Regions from separate parts of the Mus musculus genome. Here all the other regions are linked to region 3. The links are chromatin contacts, called in public Hi-C and promoter capture Hi-C maps. All regions are on one chromosome and are shown on one strand. Each heading gives the region's core, a stretch centred on a gene start, on an enhancer-like site or on the middle of the called end of the contact. The rest is flanking DNA. Distances are from core to core; before and after follow the strand shown. Region 1 has its middle 49 kb from the start of Gm14661. Region 2 has its middle 79 kb from the start of Gm14661. Region 3 holds the start of Sox3 (SRY (sex determining region Y)-box 3).

Region 1 (3,358 bases), core at 673-3,172, 140 kb after region 3:
TTTTTTACAAAATAGTCGTAAAATACCTTGCCAAAAGTCATAGAGATGGCTCAGTAGATAATGGTCTTTGCCACCAAGATTGATGACCTGAGTTTGTTCCCTGGTACCCACAGGGTGGAAGGAAAGCATCAACTCAAAAAAGTTGTCCTTGACCAATACAGACATGCATATGTAAATTTAATATTTTAAAAAACAATAACTTGCTAATGTTTTGCTTAGCATCATGCTGAATCTATTGGCTAAGGTGGAGTTTTCTTGTGCATGTACATAGACTATGTTGTCCTTTTCTACCAGTCTTACCTAGATTTATCCAGTTGGACTTGTACTTATTGGTGTAAGCATGTGGATATTTAGTTGTATAGAATATTATTACACATAGGCTAGCATATCTACCAGCACAGTTAATATGGCAGCTGTATTCCCACAAAGATTCCTATGTTATCTTATCATAACCACATTCACTTCCTTCTCTGCCCATTTATCCATCTCCAAACCATGCCACTACTTTCTTATTTATTTTTAAATCATTATGTACTCTACAAACACTATAAAATTGTACTTTCCCCCTTGTGACTGAAGTTGCTCGCATCACTACTGGCTCACCTGAGTTGTGGTGTGCATTGATATTTTTTACTCTCTTGCTGAATAATATCCAATGGTATGGATATACTACAGATTCACTATTCACCCATTAATGATTATTTGGGTTCTTTCCAATCTGAAGCAATTCTAGATGAGGTGTCTATAAACTTCAATGTTTAGGTGTTTTTGTATGGACATGGGTTTTTACTTCTCTGAAATGAATAATCAAAAGTGATTACAGGTTACATGGAGTAATTTTATAACAAAACCAAACACCATGCCTTTGCTAGGTTTCTAGTGATATGACAAGATATCATGACCAAAACGACTTGGGGAGGAGAGGGGTTATTTTAGCCTACAGTTCAACATCAGAGTCTATCAGCGAGGGAAGTCAGGGCAGGATCCTGGGACAGGAACTGAAGCAGAGGACATAGAGAAGTGCTGCTTATTGCCTTGCTCCTTATGAGTTGTACAACTGGCTTGCTTACAGCATCAAAGTGCACAGCCCAGGGGCGGTGGCACCTACAGTGAGCTGCCCGCCCCCCCCCCCCCCAGTAATAATCAATCGAGAGAATGCCCTGCAAGTTTGCCCACAGGCCAATCTTAGGGAGATATTTTCACAGTTAAGATGCCCTCATCCCAGATATGGCCCTAGCTTGTGTGAAGAAGACAATAAACTAACCAGTACACTATCAGGTGGTATGAAAGAAAAGCTGTAATTTATAGATTTGGTTGGTTGTTTTTGCCTTTTTTCTATGTCTCTAATAATGCCTGATGCTGACATCAGTCCTGGGAAACATATTAGGGATTTTGGAGTGATTCTTAAATTCTGGTTCTTTTCCACTCAGTGATCCTGAATAGGAACCTCAACCTGCCACTAAAGTCATTTTCTGTTCTTTAGTTTCCTTCAATCTTCTTACTTATCCATCTTCTTGTAAAGCAACTTACACCTATCTCTAGCGTGTGTTTTCCCATCTATAAATAAAAATATTTGTTTGAATTATAATAGTGGCTCTTAAGTTTTTCATCACCCAGGATTTCCTTTGTTTTCTTTGTAAACCATGTGCCTTTTCAACTATGAAATTTCTCACTTGATGAGAAAAAAAAATTAGCTTGTTTCACTACTAAAAACTTTGTATCACTTTCACAATTTCCAATCAATTCTCCAAATGGGTGCATCTGTGTGATTAACTCCAGCCTACAGCAAACGTTACTGACATTGTCGTTGATCTGTTCAGCCTTAATGTGGAGAAGGGCCCGATCCCCTCTATGCTTCTCAAGTCTTGACAATCCCTCTGGAGTCCCCTTGTGACTGCCAGTGCCTCCTGGCTGCTGACCACTGTGTGAGTAATCTCAAAAGAATCTTGCACTTCTGCCAATCTTTGATTCCTAAAGTACAGCACTGATCATGTAACTCTCCTGTTGATTATTCTGGAAGGGTTCCCCATTGTCTCCTAAATTAACCATAAACTGCTTAGCCTGGAATTCAACGCCTGCCATGCTCCAGCCCTAACATAATGTGAATTTTTTCCTTTTTTTTTTCAAATTATGAACTGACAGTCGTGCTTGCATGAACAACAAACTATTAAGTCCCAGCATACATGCAGAGTTTACTGTTCTAATCACAAATAAAACTGACAACAAAGTTAATCTGACACATATTTAATGATATACCTAATGGTTATTGTGTTGGGTGGTAATTAGTCATAAATGGTAAGCAGTTCGCATAAATGATTGTAATTAGTATTACTTTTCCACACCCAGACCAATTTTTCTAGTTTCCTTTCTTACTATTAGTTCCTCAGCATCCCTAATCAGCATCAGTGCTGATAATTTTCGCTGATACCATGTACCATTTAATCATCAGCATCACATACATGCACACACTCTTCCATACATTATGAGACAAAAGGTCCTGGCTCTTCCTCTCCAGCAGCTGAGGTTTTGTTGTTCCCCACCCCCACTGCCTCCTAGTGTCTGGGACTAAGACAGCCCCCCCCATCCCCGTCATAGGCCCTTTGCTTTGTCTCCTTCATCCTGCCCACCCCCTTCTTCTACTCATCCCTATACTTAAGGGTGCTCTGAATTGTTCATCTCCCATTCAGTACTAAAACCCATGATGAGGCTACAGAAATCTATAACTAGACTGCTATAAAGAACCATGTCATGTTCACCAGGCTGTAGTGTGGGGTCATTAGGGGTATTTTAGGGTTGTCAGTACTTGATAGACAGTATTACACTGGGATGTAACACACTCAAGGAGGGAAGAAGTTTCAGAGAAGAGAGCGACCATATAAGTATATAATTATAGCTAAAACTTTAAATTTTTAAATACAAATGCTAAAATTGGTGTGAATAAGTGGCCAATTATGCAGCTTTTGGAAATACTTCAGTGATGGTAAGTCAGCACTTTCATTTTCTGCATTACATGCAAATTCTCCTTCCAGAACTAGACATCATAGCAATAAGAAAGTGGTCATATTTTTCTTTTCTTTTTTTAAAATATTTTTATTACGTATTTTCCTCAATTACATTTCCAATGCTATCCCAAAAGTCCCCCATACCCTACCCCCACTTCCCTACCCACCCATTCACATTTTTTGGCCCTGGCATTCCCCTGTACTGGGGCATATAAAGTTTGCGTGTCCAATGGGCCTCTCTTTCCAGTGATGGACGACTAGGCCATCTTTTGATACATATGCAGCTAGAGTCAAGAGCTCCGGGGTACTGGTTAGTTCATAATGTTGTTGCACCTACAGGGTTGCAGATCTCTTTA
Region 2 (3,198 bases), core at 540-3,039, 170 kb after region 3:
ATGGTAAGTGACTGTTCCACCTTTGCACCAGATCCTAGGAATGGTTAAAGATGGCCACTCTTGTGTTTCTGACCACTTCAAGGATATACTGAGAGTTGGTCGTAGCTGTTATTCATAGTGTATACTATCGGGTACTTTCATGGACACACTGAGCTTAGCTTTATCTCTTGAATGCTCTCAGTAGTCAAAATAGAAAGCAGAGTGAATTAATTGGGGGGGTTGTTCCTCCATTTTATATCAATCAATCAATCAATCATCAACCAACCAACCAAGTGGGCCAGGGATGTTTATTTTTATGGGTTATATTTAGAATTGTCTAACATTTCATGATTTATCACAAACATTTAAAATTTTATTCCATACCCTGCATAAGAATTAAGGAAGATAGCATCTCTATAATTAATTTTGAAAATCTTCTCCTTATTTGGGCAATTAAAATTTCTACTAACCCCTCAGTGAATCCAGTTCTGGTCTTTGGCAGTGGTGAGGAAGTAATAGACAAAAATATCAATTTTTTTTAAAGTCACACCAAAAATTCCTTTTAATAGGGGAAGTTTTCAGATGCAATATAGGCCTCTCTGTTATCTTTGATTTTCAGGTGAACAATGAAAATTTTATAAGTATGCCATAAAATTGCATGGAACAAATTATATTAAACAGTTACTTCTCTAAAGTCGAAATTTAAGAGAGTGTTTTATATTTCCCTTTGCTAAATCTGGCAACCATATTAAAAAAAACTATATTCATTGGTTACTTGGGGGACCATAACTGATTCATTGGGATGTCTCAAGTTAAAGCCCAGGAGATTCCCTATGTACACATTTGGTGTTCAATAAATGTTGGCTGAATTGATTACAAAAGACTGACTATTAATAGCTATCTTTTGGCCATTGATTGTCTAAAGACATGAAAATGGACTTAAAGTAGGCTTAGAAAGATTTTCAACAATAAGGCAGCCACCAAAAAGAAGTCTCTGATTAACCCTTTATGAACCAAACAGGAAAAGCACACTTGGTCTGGAGAGCATCTCCCTGTGCTAACGAAAGACACCTGAAATTTATCCTTATTTATACATCCATGGTTCCTAAAGTATTTTGCTCAAAACTTAACCATCAACACCCCTGTGTGTGTGTGTGTGTGTGTGTGTGTGTGTGTGTGTGTGGTGTCTATCTTGTCTGCCTGTGTGCATATGGGAGAATGATGAGAAGTAGGCACAGGAGAGGCAAGGCGAGAAATGTAATGCCAATGAATAGGAAACAAAACACTTGAAAACTTTTCTCCCTGATACATTTCATGGAGAGTTAATGGCTTTTTTAAAGTACTTTCAAAATCTGAATTGGTCAGGGCCGAGTAACAGGCACAAATATGGCCTCTAGTGTTCTCTTAACGGTGGGTTCAAACGAAGACACTCTTCTGCATGCTATTTAAGAAAGGGCAGAGGAGCCAATGTGATGTTTAGTTTCTTGGAGGAAACTGAAAAAAAATAATCCCATATTACCACAATACAGCATGAATTCAATGCAAATGGAAAAGACTGGTGGCTTATTAATAGGCTCTCCCTGTAGCAAGCTGGCCTTCCCGGCTTCAGTTTGAAATTGATTATTTTAATACAGAATTCCTGAATGAAAGAGGTTCTTGGCCTTTTCCTGGGCTGTTGAATAATGTATGTGGGAGAAAGCAAATAGCAGCAGAGGGTCTCAGCTGCGGGAACAATGGCGCACACCCAGAGCTGAGGGGGCACGTTAGTTTATCATCGCCTTGTCAATCCTCCTAGCCTGGGAATGGCGGGGCAGCCTGGAAAGCAGCAGCTGCCCGACGTGTGGTGAACTGACCGGGGCACTTTAAAGAGACGACTCCATTTACCCATCTGAAAACAAGATATTGATTTTCCTCCAGCACTGGAGAGAAAAGAGCCGTCCTGAAAATATATGGAAACCACCATTTATCTAGGCTCCTCCCCCACCAATCACACCACCCCAACTGTTTTCTTGGCTTCCTCTCCACAAAGTTCCATTTTTCCCTTATTCACCTGGAGTGGGAAGAAAGCAGCCCCCTTTTTCTGCCTTCTGTGAAAACACTGCACAGAGTACTTTCAGGCTGAAACCGGAAAAGTACGTAATGGCTGGCATAGGGGGATATATTTTATGAATTAGAAATCAATTTTTTCCATCCACATGGAAATAACATATTACAGTAAACTTCAGGCTGGCACTTTATGGCTCTCTAACCTCAAGCTGTGTGCATCTTAAGTCGTTAAGGCAAAGCTCCTAGCACCCTAGAACAATAACAACCCTCCTCAGGATGACTTTATCATAAGATTTTTTTTTCCCACACATAAAAGCCTAGAAGATCCAAGGACCCAGATCAGATGGGGAAAATGTAGCTTGTTTTGCCATAGTAAGTATCTGTAAGTACCCCCTTAGAACTGCAGGAGTTAAAATCAACGTGCTAAGAGCACAGGGAGAAGTGGACTTCTGAATTGAGGCAGCCAGAAGGCCAGGCACCCAGGAGATGACTAGAACTACTCCACAGGCTTCAAGAGATTGCAAGTGTGCTATTTGAGGTCAATTCTGATTTCTTTAATTGCTTGTATCTTCACTGCTCAAAACGCCTACCAAACACAGAAGACGGGCTGCTCCACGTGGTGCATCTTTCTCCACAGCGAGCAAGGGAGCGGGTGAATGAAAGGACCTGTTCAATTTCTTGTGGAGATGGCCACTCCAAACAGAGTCCTTTAGTCCTATACCTTAAATACCGCTTTTTTTTTCCAATTTTTCTTTCTTTTATTTCTCTGGAAAATTTCTTGTCCCAATCACCATCATGGAATCCAAGGGGAAAAAAAGAGTGGGGGCAGGGTAGGATAAAGAGGAAACTGGAAAACAACTCCTGCAAAGTAAATAGGAACACTCCAGCTTGGCTGCAGGGAAAGGTAGGTCGGAGGCAGCAAGTGTAGGCTGTCACCCAGGGTGTTTACCTCACCAGGATCCAGAAATGCAGGCTGAAGCCAGTGATTGAGCAAGCCCCAGTGGTTGAGCTCTCTGTTATGCTAAACAAGCACCGAGGTGGACTGGCTTAACCATCTGCTGGAGACATGCATAAATCCAGGGAAGGTAGAGGGGTTCCGTGCACATATAATGTGCGATACATGGGTAAAGGCAAAGGCACCTCATTACAGAGCAGCAGAAAGCCACCTGAGAA
Region 3 (3,712 bases), core at 460-2,959:
AACTGGTCTGCGCCCTGCAAACGTTGGCGGCTTACTTTTTAATTAGTGCATGAGAGAAAGAGACAGAAGCCGGGAGTACAGGCATCCCAAATCACCTCATTTAGTATTATCGCTGAAAAGCTAGACGCCTGGAATTCTCTCTCTCTCTCTCTCTCTCTCTCTCTCTCTCTCTCTCTCTCTCTCTCTCTCTCTCTCACACACACACACACACACACACACACACACTTAGGGCATGTGCTTTTCTTTAGGTTTCCCACCTTTCCACCAAGCTAAAGGAGGAAGCGGGAATCCAGTACTGCGCGGACACCTTATTTCGGTTTCTGCCACATCTGCCCAGATGGCTTCCTATTCCCTCCAGCAGCCTCCGAGGGCTTCAAGAGTTTTCAAACGCCATGCCACTTGCTTGAGCTGGCAGCGGAGAATGTCCGGGTTCCCTCTCCGGGCAGCGGAGGTTTCTCTAGATGGTAGTCCTTGGCAGATAACCCAACAAAGTGCCTGAAGGTCCCACTCTGCTTCTCCAGCCTTCGGTCAGAAAGGCTGTAAAACAAGAAAGGAGAAGCAGAGTCTGTTAGCACAGCCCGCTTGGGGGGGGGGGGGAGCGCGGCTGCGTGCCGAGAGCCGCTCGCAGCGGTCGTAGCAGGTGCGCGGTCGGAGGAGGGGCGGTGCACCCGGAGCAAGGCCTAGGCTCAGCTCCGGCCACCCCCCCCCAAACTTTTCTTTTACTGCGAGAGGCTCCGTGTTGCCATGAAAACGGATTTTCCAAGGGGCCCGACCCTCCCCCTCAGGAGCATCGGACTGGAAAACCCGAAATGGCCAGACAGCAGAGACAAAAAGGGGCCTCTAAGCAGGGGCCCAGAGCGAAAAAGTGAAGGCTCGTTCGCCCTTTGCATCCTAAACCCGCTCCCCAGGAGCTACGTTCGAGCGCCTCCCCCGGGCACAGGCCGAGGCCACTCCCCACTCGCACTGGCAAACCCCCCATGGAGCCTCACAGCCAGGTGCGCTAGCAGTCCCGCTCCCCGGCCCCCGCCCCTCTCTCGGTCCTGCACGCAGTGGCCCTCGGGGTGGAGGGTTCAGGCAACCGGCTACCATCAATTCCAAGGAAGGCTTCTCAGTGGCTCAGCGTAGCGCACCTCCGTTATACACTCAACGTCCCAAGCATGCCTGGACTGCTAGAGGTCCCCAGTGTCCTTAGCGCTGGCAACAGCAGGGTTTGGAGGTCCTCCGTGCAGACGGCGGGCGGGGAGCTTTCCAGGTGGGCCATGGGATGGGGCGCTGGTCAGCCTAGTCGAGTCTGCAAAGTTGTTTCCGAACCCCGCGGGCGCTCCTCTGCCCCTCCTCCCCCCAGTCTCGCTTGCTCGCGCGCCCTCTTCCCCCCTCCTCCCTCACCTCCTCGGGTTTCTCGCTCTTTCAAACTTTTTGAGACCCTAATTGGTGGTCTCAGAGCGGGTCTCGTGGACTCCCGCCTCCTGAAAAAGCTCTCATCACGTCACTCGACCCAAGAGGGGTCTGGAGGGTGAACGAAAGGGCTCCCCGAACTTTTTTTTCCAAGCTGGGCCACAGGGGGCTCGGTGTTGATTGGCCAGGACTCATCACGGCGAGCCTGTCAATCACGAGGCCCACGGGTGGTGAGGGGGCGGACCGAGCCCCAACCCTCCCGGATCTGAGCAGGTATATAAGGGACCGGGCAGGCTTCCCGGGCAAGCTGCGAATGCGACCAGCTCGAGAGAACGCATCAGGTGAGAGAAGCCCGCGAGTTCCCGCCGACTTTGCGCGGAGCCCTTCGGCTAGCCTGCCCTTCCCGCCTGAGCTGCCGGCCCGCCGGCCCCTGAGCACCACTCCGACGGAGTCCCCCGGCCTTTTCACGGTGGCCGCTCCAGCCCCCGGAGCGCCGTCTCCTCCCGCCACGCTGGCGCACCTCCTTCCCGCCCCGGCGATGTACAGCCTGCTGGAGACTGAACTCAAGAACCCCGTGGGGCCGCCCACCCCAGCCGCGGGCACCGGCGTCCCCGCAGCTCCCGGCGCTGCAGGCAAGAGTGGCGCGAACCCAGCCGGCGGAGCGAACGCAGGCAACGGGGGCAGCGGGGGCGCGAACGGCGGCGGTGGTGGTGGTGGCGGCGGGGGCAGCGACCAGGACCGCGTCAAGCGACCCATGAACGCGTTCATGGTGTGGTCCCGCGGGCAGCGGCGCAAGATGGCCCTGGAGAACCCCAAGATGCACAACTCCGAGATCAGCAAGCGCTTGGGCGCCGACTGGAAACTGCTGACCGATGCGGAGAAGCGGCCGTTCATCGACGAGGCCAAGCGACTGCGTGCGGTGCACATGAAGGAGTACCCGGACTACAAGTACCGGCCCCGCCGCAAGACCAAGACGCTGCTCAAGAAGGACAAGTACTCGCTGCCCGGCGGCCTCCTGCCCCCGGGCGCCGCCGCAGCCGCCGCCGCTGCCGCCGCAGCCGCCGCCGCCAGCAGCCCGGTGGGCGTGGGCCAGCGCCTGGACACGTACACGCACGTGAACGGCTGGGCCAACGGCGCCTACTCGCTCGTGCAGGAGCAGCTGGGCTACGCGCAGCCCCCGAGCATGAGCAGCCCGCCGCCGCCACCCGCGCTGCCTCAGATGCACCGCTACGACATGGCCGGCCTGCAGTACAGCCCCATGATGCCACCCGGCGCCCAGAGCTACATGAACGCCGCCGCCGCCGCTGCCGCCGCCTCGGGCTACGGGGGCATGGCGCCCTCCGCCGCGGCCGCCGCCGCCGCCGCCTACGGGCAGCAGCCCGCCACCGCTGCCGCCGCGGCCGCCGCCGCCGCCGCCATGAGCCTGGGCCCCATGGGCTCCGTGGTGAAGTCGGAGCCCAGCTCTCCGCCGCCCGCCATCGCTTCGCACTCGCAGCGCGCGTGCCTCGGCGACCTGCGCGACATGATCAGCATGTACCTGCCACCTGGCGGGGACGCGGCCGACGCCGCTTCTCCGCTCCCAGGCGGCCGGCTGCACGGCGTGCACCAGCACTACCAGGGCGCCGGGACTGCGGTCAATGGAACGGTGCCGCTGACCCACATCTGAGCTCCGGCCCGCGCTCCCAGCTCTTCGCCCCCACCCCGCCCCACACCCCCCACGTTGGGACGCCTTGCTGTTTAGCTTTGCTCGCCTGGGACCGTTGCCTTGTACCGAAGATGAGGAGGACCGAAAGTTTGGCCGTAACTGTCGGGGTTTTGTACAAAAGCGAGAAGTCCCGAGCAGCGGAAATGGGACTTGCTAGAGCCGCTGGCTTCTGACCACTGCCCCTCCCTCCCCCTCTGGCTGGGAATCGCTGTGGTGTTTGCGGAGAAACCGCGGCCCCTTCCTCTTCCCGGATTCCTAGGTTCTTCTGTTGCAGTTGAAAATGTCTTGTTAGTTTGCTATTAATCGAGAACTGAGTGAGGTTGCCCGCCCCCAAGAACTGCAATGCCTCCACCCCCAGTCGTATTGCTTCTGTTTTCCTCTGGCTTTTTTTTGGGGGGGGGGTGCTGGCCGCGCCAATTGGCGCGACAGCTAAAGCCAATGTTAATTTATAGCCAGGTGTGCGTGTGTTTCCCGCCTTGCCGCCCCTGGCCGCGGGACAGCTCTGTCCAGTGCGCGTTTAGGCTGTTGAGTTTGTGATTTCTGCAGTGATCTATTTGCTATTTCGTGTACGCATTTCGTTCGGGTGGTGGGGAAGGGGTTATTTTGTTCCAG

What was found. Promoter capture Hi-C pulls out the DNA fragments that hold promoters and counts their contacts. Hi-C and Micro-C count contacts between places; a contact is called where the count stands out from the background.
Region 1: a contact with region 3 is called in a promoter capture Hi-C map of neural stem cells. The contact joins the enhancer-like site here to the promoter of Sox3 in region 3. A contact is called at or near these places in 3 of 39 promoter capture datasets (liver, neural stem cells and stem cell-derived epiblast-like cells), 7 of 115 datasets of contacts at active chromatin or transcription factors (astrocytes, embryonic forebrain, embryonic stem cells and 2 more) and 1 of 9 other capture datasets (embryonic stem cells).
Region 2: a contact with region 3 is called in a Hi-C map of stem cell-derived motor neurons, with 4 times the contacts expected there. The contact joins the enhancer-like site here to the promoter of Sox3 in region 3. A contact is called at or near these places in 3 of 39 promoter capture datasets (embryonic stem cells, liver and stem cell-derived epiblast-like cells), 1 of 484 Hi-C or Micro-C datasets (stem cell-derived motor neurons), 7 of 115 datasets of contacts at active chromatin or transcription factors (embryonic forebrain, embryonic midbrain, embryonic stem cells and 1 more) and 2 of 9 other capture datasets (embryonic stem cells and embryonic trunk).

What each region holds. Positions count from the first base shown.
Region 1 is chrX:60,749,250-60,752,607 of GRCm38.p6, reverse strand. No RefSeq gene overlaps it. Among named protein-coding and RNA genes, the nearest start is that of Gm14661, 49 kb to the left of the region's middle. Within about 2 kb of position 1,922, at least 1 of the 459 cell types and tissues checked has an H3K27ac peak or open chromatin away from gene starts, as enhancers often do. A contact at or near this core is called in neural stem cells, where this site is marked.
Region 2 is chrX:60,718,467-60,721,664 of GRCm38.p6, reverse strand. No RefSeq gene overlaps it. Among named protein-coding and RNA genes, the nearest start is that of Gm14661, 79 kb to the left of the region's middle. Within about 2 kb of position 1,789, at least 13 of the 459 cell types and tissues checked have an H3K27ac peak or open chromatin away from gene starts, as enhancers often do. A contact at or near this core is called in stem cell-derived motor neurons, where this site is marked.
Region 3 is chrX:60,891,427-60,895,138 of GRCm38.p6, reverse strand. It overlaps Sox3 (SRY (sex determining region Y)-box 3), which reads left to right and starts at 1,709. Exons shown (of 1, transcript NM_009237.2): 1 at 1,709-3,712. The coding sequence starts at 1,709. The coding sequence ends at 3,061. Gm38438 (predicted gene, 38438) reads right to left here and starts at 1,486. Exons shown (of 3, transcript NR_155290.1): 1 at 1,387-1,486; 2 at 258-537.